Regions from separate parts of the Mus musculus genome. Here region 1 is linked to region 2. Evidence: chromatin contacts called from public Hi-C data. All regions are on one chromosome and are shown on one strand. The core of a region is the stretch at or near the end of the contact, and the rest is flanking DNA. Distances in the headings are between cores, read along the strand shown.

Evidence for each region. A called contact is a pair of places that touch in the nucleus more often than the background predicts.
Region 1: a Hi-C map of cerebral cortex shows a contact between it and region 2, with 2.6 times the contacts expected there. The contact joins two enhancer-like sites. A contact is called at or near these places in 1 of 484 Hi-C or Micro-C datasets (cerebral cortex), 2 of 115 datasets of contacts at active chromatin or transcription factors (astrocytes and neural progenitor cells) and 3 of 9 other capture datasets (adipose tissue, embryonic stem cells and pancreatic islet).

Annotation. Positions count from the first base shown.
Region 1 is chr12:82,409,369-82,414,424 of GRCm38.p6, reverse strand. The region is part of intron 10 of Sipa1l1 (signal-induced proliferation-associated 1 like 1); the gene reads right to left. Among named protein-coding and RNA genes, the nearest start is that of Gm30916, 20 kb to the right of the region's middle. Within about 2 kb of position 1,729, at least 77 of the 459 cell types and tissues checked have an H3K27ac peak or open chromatin away from gene starts, as enhancers often do. A contact at or near this core is called in cerebral cortex, where this site is marked.
Region 2 is chr12:82,078,111-82,083,402 of GRCm38.p6, reverse strand. All of the region lies in intron 3 of Gm30799 (a long non-coding RNA gene), which reads right to left. Among named protein-coding and RNA genes, the nearest start is that of Gm30799, 11 kb to the right of the region's middle. Within about 2 kb of position 2,627, at least 24 of the 459 cell types and tissues checked have an H3K27ac peak or open chromatin away from gene starts, as enhancers often do. A contact at or near this core is called in cerebral cortex, where this site is marked.

The DNA.
Region 1 (5,056 bases), core at 480-2,979, 330 kb before region 2:
CCTATTAACCCCCAATTCTCCAATACTGTATCTGAATGCACAGAGCAGAACCTCTTCAAATCCTATAGCAGTCTATTCCATGTAATATCACATCACATCACAAAGAATGGACTATCTCACAAGTACCTATTTCTCCATGAGACTCTGTCTCAACAGCACAGGACCGATCCTATTTATCTTCATGTTACATGTATGAATGCTTTGGCTGTAAGCACAGGACCGATCCTATTTATCTTCATGTTACATGTATGAATGCTTTGGCTGTATATACATAAACATCACTCTTACGCCTGGTACCTGTAGAGGCCAAAAAAGGGTGTTGGACAGCAATCGAGATTGTAAGCTGCCCAATGTGGGTGCTGAGAACTGAACCTAGGTCTTCTGCAAGAGAAGCAAATACTACGAACTGGTGAACTACTGCCCATCCCTAACACCTACCTTAGCCAGGGTTCCTTCCTGTGGAAGATCTAGAAGAGCTGAAAAGTCTTGGATTTTAGAATTTATAATTTGCTAAAAGCAAATATAACCAAATCAGTGTGCTTTGTTAACTGTTGAAACAGGAATGGTGTTACAGGGGCTAAGATATAACACAAAACATTATGGCCACACATGGCAAGAGAACTACCAAGGCTACTCTGGAGACTGTGATGGGAAGCCACAGCAGGCCACCTCTAAGAATCTTCCATCACCATGGTAAGCCAGGCTTTTGCTAGTTAATGTCTAGTCACCACAGGGTTTTCCATATACACGCAGGGTGAGAGCACCACCCTCAACAGTGTCCCTCAGACACTTGCTCTGTGTTCTGCACTTGCTAGAGTAAGACTTGCTCCCAGCCACTCAGACTTCAATGACCATGGCAGGGCCCAGGATGTGTCTGGAGGCAGCTGTAGTGCTGACTGATTAGAGGAACCTAGTTCAACTATATCCGGGGCACATTTTATATTAAGATCCACTTTTACTTTATTTTGTGAGTATGGGTGCTTCACCTGTGTATATATCAATGAACCCTGTGCATGTGGTGGCCATAGAAAGCCGAAGAGGGTGTCAGAGCCCCTGGAACTGGAGTTACAGACAATTGTGAGCTGCCATGTGGGTGCTGGGAACCAAACCAGGTTCTCTGAAAGAGCATCTAGTGCTCTTAACCACTGAGTCCTCTCTCCAGGCCCTAGTACTACTGTGTCTGACAGGAGAGTAATCACGAATATCTGGGCACCAAAGTTGGATGTCCTTATACTTTTGTCTACTCAGGCTTCTATGCGATTCTCACAATCCACTCAGATATAACCAGGATTGCAGTGAAGGTGCAATGGGAAGTGCAAGCTACAAACAAAACTGAGTAAGAACTAGGGAACAGCACAGACTCAAGCCACATGATGCCACTCAATGCCTTTCTGACCCAGAGTCTGTCTTCCATGTGTAACTAACACTGACAGACTGCAGATGTGGTTCCATTTTGTACAGCTTTGGTCCTGTCACTGCAAAGAGGAAGAAATACTATAGAAAAGAGGGAAAGTTGGGATGGAAGTAGACTATGAGCCAGCTGGAGCCAATGGGACATGCAGGCAGCTGAGTCGTGAGGTGGCTATGTAAAATGTTTAGTCACATGGCTCCTTGGGTAAAGTAAACACAACTTTTATTTTTGGCTTTAGAACTTTTGTCCTGTAGCCTGTTCTGTAAAACAAACATTAAACTAAAACACCTCACGCTCCTTCTCAACATCAGCTCTGTCACTTGGCAAATGCATCAGGAAATTCCACTTGGTTACTGCAGTTAGCCCAAAATGAAAAGCAGCCTTTCCAGAAGGCTGGCTCTCATCCCACCCCTCCTCTGCCTTTATGTAACTCAATAGAGGCTTTGTCTTCTGACTGTCCACACATGAGGACACACACAGGGCAACTGGGGGAAGCCACCCCAGTGTGTTTACATCCCCAAATACATGATGTTCTGGGCAAAGAAAAGTTAGAACCAGTTTTACCCTTGTGACATACAGCTCTGCTGTTTCCAATACTGTGACTCTGATGCCATCAGGCCTCCTCAGGAGCAGAAGGTGTGACGGCCTACATGCTGGCAGTTTAGTTCTGCAGAGCTGGAAGCTGACTGTTGCTGGGCATTGTGTCACTTGGGAAGGGTAGCAGTTTCTTCTCACTGGCTTTCAGCACGCTGAGTTCCCTGACTTGTGCTGAGCCCACAGCCTAGACTATCTGCTTAGGGACTATTGTGCACAGTAACTTGCTTTTTCCTCTAAAATAACCCAGCTCTTCCTGCTTTGCTATATTTTAAAGGGACCAAGACATTGAATATTAATGGCCACACAGGTTTAGAGAATGAAGATTAATAACTTCCAAATGCTATGAAACCCATCAATCCCATAGAAAATAAACAATAATTGGTGTGTGTGTGTGTATGTGTGCATATGTGCATGTGTGTGTGTGTGTGTGTGTGTGTGTGTGTGTGTGTGTGTGTAAAGGCTGGAATATAACACTTGGTGTTGTTCCTGAAGTATTTTCCCAATACTTACTTATTTTGAGATAGGGTCTCTCACTTGCTACTGCAGAAAAATCTACCAATAGTCTTATCAGCTATAAAGTCTGTGAAGTACAATAATAACCAGTGTTGCAAGATATGTACCTGGGTATAATAATGGCACAAATGTTATGGGAGTAACCAACAACTCTGACTGGATTTAAGACCTGTTCCACAGGAGGAAACGTATGCCTGGTACTATAATCCAAGAACCCATGGATGAACTTGCTGTTGTTTTATTAGTTAATTGGACACAGTATCAAACTACTCTCTAAATTTCTATCTGTTCACCTTTAGAGCAGTGCAGCTGTCAGAACTCATCAGAGAAGTTTCTCTGTGTTGCAAGCAGTGGTTAACACAGAAACTCATAACTGGTCAAAGGGAACTCCATACAATGACTATGGAGTGTTTAGCCACAAGGAGAACATCAAACTAGCTCCCAAAGCTCAGGGACCATGCAGAAAATGGAGTATAAAGAGTATAAAGAGCCAGAGGTCAGGGAGGAGCGGAGGGGAGCACTGTCTTTTGGATTTAGCAGGATAGCTGTGTTCATGAACTCACAGTACCTGTGTTTGCCTGTATAAGACCTGCACATGATCAAGCCAGGAAAATACTCTAGCATGGAGGGAGAAGAAATTCATATGCTCCTACCCTTGAGTATGTTAGTTTGAATGAGACTCATGTTTGACTGCTTGGTAAGGGTTAGTAGGTCTTTTTGGACAAGAGATGTCATTATAAGTGAGCTTTGAGGTTTCGAAGCTCATGTCTTTTACCAGTTAGTGTTCTCTCTCTCTCTCTCTCTCTCCCTCCGTCCCTCCCTCCCTCCCTCCTGCTTGTGGATCAGATAAGCTCTCAGCTTTTACCCCTGTGTTCCTGCCCACTCTGCTGCCATGCTCTCTGCCTTGAAACTATATGCAAGCCTTTAATAAAATGCTTTCTTATATAAGATGCCTTAGACACAGTGTCTCTTCACAGCAAGGGAAAGGAAATCAAGACACTGGAGAAATAGAAACAGTTGATGGCTTCTGAGAGTGGGAGAATCAGTTTTCTCTAAGAGTGTGCTCCCTGGTAGGTACACCACACTCCAGTGGAATGTCTCAGATTCAGTGTGTGGGCAGCATCAACTGGACTTGATGGGTTCTTAAGGAAAAAGAAAGACATGAAATTGAAGGGAGGGAATTTGGGAGGAGCTATGGGTAGGAGAGGGAAGACTATGATCAAATATACTGTGTGAAATTTTCAAAGGATTAAATTATACAAAAGAAAATTACCAAACCTAATCCCAGGTATGTAATAACATAATCCATGCCCTTCATTTTCCATGGATGAACCCACAGGCCCGCAGCCAGTGTGTACTGAAGTGATCTTAAAACCTAGTGTTCCAGACAGTCACTGATTACAACCTACCAATCTATCAAAGAAGGACTTCTCAATGCCCAAGTGGTTAGTGGAAACATAGTTCCTGAGTATTTAGGATTAATTATACTTCTATTTCCTTCTTTTAGTTCCAAAGTGACAGTGCTGCCTAGATATATTCACAGAGACAAGGCCCTCTGCCACCCAAGTGCAAGCAAGGGCCAATGGTAAAAACAATTGAAAGGGTTTCAAATAGCAGGGTGACTGACAAATTAGATACCCCAGTCCATAATTAAGCACAGCATTTTGCCACAACTTAGCAATTAAAACTCGATCCACTCAGGGAACAGGACTAAGTTATCTGTCCTTATCAGTATATACACCACCCAGGATTCTTCCAGAATGATGTAAAAAGAACTTTCTCTGAAACAATTCAAAGGTTATAGAATGATGACCGTCCCACCCAGTAGCTTCTACACAAGCTGTGCTCACATTCAATCAACCAAAAGCCCTGTCTTTTATGCTTTCCTACTGTGTACTCGGGGAAGAGCTACGGCTGGCCTCAATTTCAGCCCATCAGCTGTTCAGCCAGGGACTGGAAATCTTCCTTTCATGAGCCTCCTACAAGGTTCATTTCCAAACAAGGCAGAATGCTCAGACACAGCTGCGAGCATTCACAGTCTGATATACACCACGGGTGCCTCTTGACAAGAATCAGTTTTTATCTAAGGGTGATTCCAGAGGAGGGAAAAGAAAAACTGAGATAATTGTAGACAGGACCAGTCACTTAACTTGTGGGACCTAGCATATAATGAAAACGTAAGTTTCCCTGTTCAAACAGTATTACAAATTTCCAAAGACAGCGTTCCAAAGATGATACCAGAACCTGGACTTGGTTTCAAGTGTGAGGCTTGTGTAATAAAGCTGACTTTGGTGAGTGTGACTGGAGCCCTTTTATTCCATAACAGGAATTCATTTCACTAATTTTTAATTGAGTGGCTGTATATTTGTGCAGCATGCTGACTGAGAAGCAGGCTCTAGAGTTAGATGGGTCAATGCTAATCTCAGCTTCACCACTAACTGGCCATGATTTTGCAAAAACCCATCTCCCAGTCACCGTGTGCCTTTACCCACAGAGAGGATTAAAAACAACCAACTGGGCTGATGAGAGGCTTGA
Region 2 (5,292 bases), core at 1,378-3,877:
TAACTGCCTTATTTATAATAGCCAGAAGCTGGAAAGAACCCAGATGTCCCTCAGCAGAGGAATGGATACAGAAAATGTGATACATTTACACAATAGAGTACTACTCAGCTAATAAAAATGATGACTTCATGAATTTTGCAGGAAAATGGATGGAACTAGAAAATATCATATTGAGTGAGGTAAAAAGCACACAAGTGGTATGTTCTCACTGATAAGTGGACATTAGCCCCCTCAAAAGCTTGGAATGCCCATGGTACAACTCACAGACCATATGAAGCCTAACAAGAAGGAAGACCAAAGTGAGGATGCTTCAATCCTACTTAGAAGGGTGAGCAAAATAATCATGGGAGGTAGAGGGAGGGAGGGACGTGAGAGGGAAAGGAGGGGGGGGGCAAGATCAGGTATGCGAAGAGACAGAAAAGAAGTCAGGAAAATGAATAGAAATATGTAGTGGGGGGTGGGGGGGGGTGGAGAACTGGGGTTAGCCACTAAAAAGTCCCAGACACCAGAGAAGCAAGAGGTTCCCAGGACCCAACAGGGATGACATTAGCCAAATACCTAACAGAGGGGAAATGGGACCTGAAGAGACCACCTCCAGTAGATAAGCACAGCCCCCTGGTGGAGGGATGGGGCCACCTACCCATCTAAAAATTTTTAACCCAGAATTGTCCCTGTCTAAAGAAAACGCAAGGACAAAAATGGAACAGAGAGCTGGGCAGTGGTGGTGTACGCCTTTAATCCCAGCACTTGGGAGGCAGAGGCAGGCGGGTTTCTGAGTTCGAGGCCAGCCTGGTCTACAAAGTGAGTTCCAGGACAGCCAGGGCTACACAGAGAAACCCTGTCTCGAAAAACAAAAACAAACAAACAAACAAACAAACAAACAAATGGAACAGAGACTGAAAGAAAGGCCATCCAGAGACTGCCCCACCTTGGGATACACAGAACAGAAAAATGGTTATATAACAGAATCTATCTATCAAAATAGGCAACCACCTAAACCATACCACCAGTAACCGAATCCCTCCTTTTTTATAGATTTTTTTTTATGTGATAAGACACCATGACCAAGGCAAGTTATAAAAGAAAATATTTAAATGGGAACTTGCTTACAGTTTCAGAGGGCTAATGTATGACTACCATGGTGTGGGGCTCATGGCAGCTGGCAGGCAGGTATGGTGCTGGAGCAGTAGCTGAGGGCTTTACATCACGATCCACAGGAAGCAGGCAAGGGGAGGGGAGACCTAGTAGGGAGGGGGAGGTGGGGAGATCTGGTGGGGGGAGACCTGGTGGGGGGAGGGGGATGGGGGAGACCTGGTAGGGGGGAGTGGGGACCTGGTGAGGAGAGAGGGGGAGACACCTAGTGTGGCCTTTTGAAACCTCAAAGCCTACCTCCAGTGGCACATCTCCTTTAACAAGGCCACATCTCCCAATCCTTCCCAAATAGTTCTACCAACTGAGGACCAAACATTCAAATGTACGAGCCTATGGGGTCTGTTCTCTTTCAAACCCCCATAATAATAAAAGGAAGATCGAGGCAATAACTGGGGGCCCTTGAGTACCTTTCCTCTTGTGGCCTATTGTCACTCTCAACAGTGGATCTGATCTGTCCAAGCTCTTTACTTTGAATAAAGTTCTCTTGTTACTTCTGCAAATCTGTGGGAGCCTCATTTCAATAAGAGGCCAAAATCCTGGAGGCGCACCTGGAGCCCAGACCTGACTCCTGGTAACAGAACCGCTCTCATAATCAGCAACCTGAAAATCAAGTAGTAGAACTCGGGGACCCTGATTACAGGGCGGAAGAATGTGACCTGAGCATCATGTAGCCCAGGTTGGCCTTGAACTCAGTATATGTAGCTAAGGCTGACTTTGAACTCCTGATACCCCTGCCTCGACTGTGCAAGAGAGCCACAAGGTAAGGAATTGTAATTAATTGAGCAACATCCAGCAAGGGCACTGAACCTTGGTCCTGTGACCAAGGGCAACCATATTCTGCTGGTAATGGTGTAGGAGTGGGGACGTGAACTCCTTACTTCGTGAGATCCTAACCAAGCAGAGAACTGGCTACGCTGCCCATCTTCAGCTCTTGATTCTTTCTTTGATAAATACCCTGACAAAGGCATCTTAAGAAAGAAAGGGTGGATTTTGGTTTATAGTTTTATAGGGATGCCTTTCCTGGAGGGGGGAAGCGTGCAGGGGGTAGGGTCGTGGCTGTATATGAGGAGGGAACATTAGCAAGTGCAAGAGGCTGTCTGGTCACCCTGAATCCACACTTAAGGGTGGAGAGAGAACAGGAAATGGGGCTGGGCTATCAGGTCTCGTGGCCTACCTGGAATGAGCCACTTCCTCCGTGAAGCTCCACAACCTCCCTGATCAGCACCCCAGTAGGGGAGTAAGTGTGCAAGCACAGGAGCCTATGGGGGACATACATTCAAGCCATAACTGCCACACTTCTGAACCGCACAACTGCCTGATAATAAATGCACTCTATTTTAAGCAGCAGAGACCAGGGTAAATTGTTATATAATAGAAGGAGCTAATAAAATCTCCTTTCTCCAATAGACCAGTCCACCTCTCCTGTGTCTCTTTGACTTCTGCAGCAGCTTTAGTGTGGTTTCTGATGACGCATTCCCTGGCACCAGTGCATACATAGCATCCCTCCCCTCTTCTCCCTTCTCTTCTCCCCTCTGCTGTTTCTTTGGGAATTCAGTAGTCATTCATATCGCCTCTGCACACATCCCTCTTTGAATACTCCCAAGGTATTCTGTTGTCTTCTCCCACCCTCTTCCAAGTGTCCCCGGGGTGCACAGCATTGTGAGACCACCATTTTCATCCTTGCAAGAGGTACTCAGATTTCCAAAGCTGAAAAACATATTTATTACATAACAGCAAGACATAAGCCCAAACAGCTCGATGCTGGGCTCTTAAACATAGCAACAGCAGAGAGCTTTTCTGGGCTTGAGGAGGAACATTCAAATGTCTCCTAATTTCAGCAATTTTTTTTTCTGGTCTATAGAATAGAAAGCCTAAAAACAGCACAAAGGTAGCTCAGGGCATTCATAGAAACCCCACCCCTATACCAGACACTAGTGAGCGAGGGGGAGGAGAGAGAGCAGAAAGCCCAGTACACTGGCTGTTGGAACTCGCAGGCAGATATTTTGTTTCTTGTTTACTGACCAGGCTGGAAGGAAAGGAACAAAAAAGGAACAAGGAAGGGAGGAACAAGGAAGAAGGAAGGAGCCCATGACCCCCTTCCTGTCTCGTTCTTGGTTTCTTGACACTGTGGTAGGAAGAGCTGGGTCCATCACACCTTCTCTGGGATAACTGACTGACAGATCTGACCCTCTGAACTGAGCTAAGCCTCTCCTTCCTTCAGGTTGCCTTGTCACGTTTTAGCTCACAGCGATGCAGGAGTAGCTAAGTCACTCTCTGGGTTCAGAGGGTGGTGGTTGGGATTTCTATGCTTTTGTCTGCGTGTTCCTCCAGGAGAGACTGTCCTCACTACTGGGACTATCTGAGGACGTCTCACTGGAGGCTCTGTCTGCCATGAATAGAGTCTATTTGCAACAAGAACTCCCCTGCCCCCTGGGCCCCGGATTTGGGGATCCACGCTGAACTTTATTGGTTTTCTTCATGCACCCTTAGGGTTGTTCCATCCCCAGTCACATCTGTCAGGCCTGCCACCTGGCAGGACCTTCCTCCACTCCCATCCTGTGCATCCTCACCACTGAAGACCTTGACTCCAGCTTTCTGGGTCAGGCCTGAGTGGTGGCGGGTGAGGAGGGCTTTCATATTACAGTTGTTTCTGAGCCTTGTCATATGTCAGACTGACTGAACATTCACTGACCATTCGCAGTATGTCTTCACAATGTTAGATGATTTTTGTCCTGTTCTGCTTGATCTGAGAGACCTCTCCAGTCCATCAAAGGGTTAAGTGATTTTTGGTTGAGAAGACAGGGGCTTTTCTCCAGATAGAACACATATTTAGAAACTGGACTCTTAGCCGTTGCTTGTGCTATATGCAAAGAAGTAATTAGTTCTGCTGAACTCCATCCACATCAAGGCTTACTACTCTTTTACTTTCCCCACTGTTTTGATTAAATACCCTGACACAGGGCTGGAGAGATGGCTCAGAGGTCAAGAGCACTGGTTGCTCTTGCAAGGGACCAGGGTTTGATTCCTTACATCCATATGGTGGCTCACAGCCATCCCTAACCCCAGGTCCAGGGGATCTGATGCCCTCTTCTGGCCTCCACAGGCCCCCAGCATGCATATGGCTCACATATTATAGGCAGACAAAGCACCCAGACATAGAAAATTAAAAAGATAAAATAAACCTTGATAAAAGCAATTTAAAGAAGAAAGGGTTTGTTTCCATCAACCTAATCCAGGCAGCTCCTTAAGAGCCTGCTCTTCCAGGTGATTTCCATCAAGTTGACAGTTGTGATTAGCCAACACAATGACAAAAATCACCCAAAGGCATGCCAATGCACCTTAAACTATATCCTAGTGGGATTAACTATTTGATTCATGGTGCTTAAATCATTGCCTTTATGTTTAATATAAGAAGGGTGGTTGAAAGATTCATTGAGCATATTGATTAGTTTCTGAGTGCAAAGGTACTGAGCCAAGAGATATGAGCATGCTCCTGTCCCTAACTTCTCTGAGACTTTAGAGTCTGGGGGAGGAAGTTAAGTGCGAAGCCCAGAGGTAACTAAATGCAGCCTGTAGCACAATGACTCCGTGTGCAAGCTCACGCGCTGGAGGGGTTTTACTGAAATGGCCTAAGGGCTATCCCAAGTGTCTGGTGGAAAAGGCCCACTGTGAAGTGGTGGGCAGTGGAGTCAGTTCCGGAGGCTGAGGAGGAAGCTGGAAGGTTGGGGAGGAGCCCTCCTGCTCTAAACTGAAGACGTCCCTGAAAGAAACTGTGTGAAACCCCAGGAAGAAAATTACTCAACTCCTTTTGATTCTTTGGCTTTTAACCTAGCAGGGTGTAAATGGAACGGAGACAGGGATGCTGGCTAGGGGCAGCACCTCCACCATCAGGAGGAGAAGCATCCGCTGGAGGAAAGGTGCTGTCAAGAGCATACGGTTGTCTCCCCCTGAGATGTGAGAGAAAGTGGGGGGCACTGAAAACAGCCACCAAGGCTGTAACAACTGGGTCTCTGGTCTCTGGTGACAAGCGGGGCCATGATGGAGGCTCCTGTTATACAAAAGGCTGATGGTTCTGTAGTTGTCATTCCTGTAGGCGGAAAAGTGTGTGGGGAGGGATCTGGGAAGCATGTACCAGTGGGG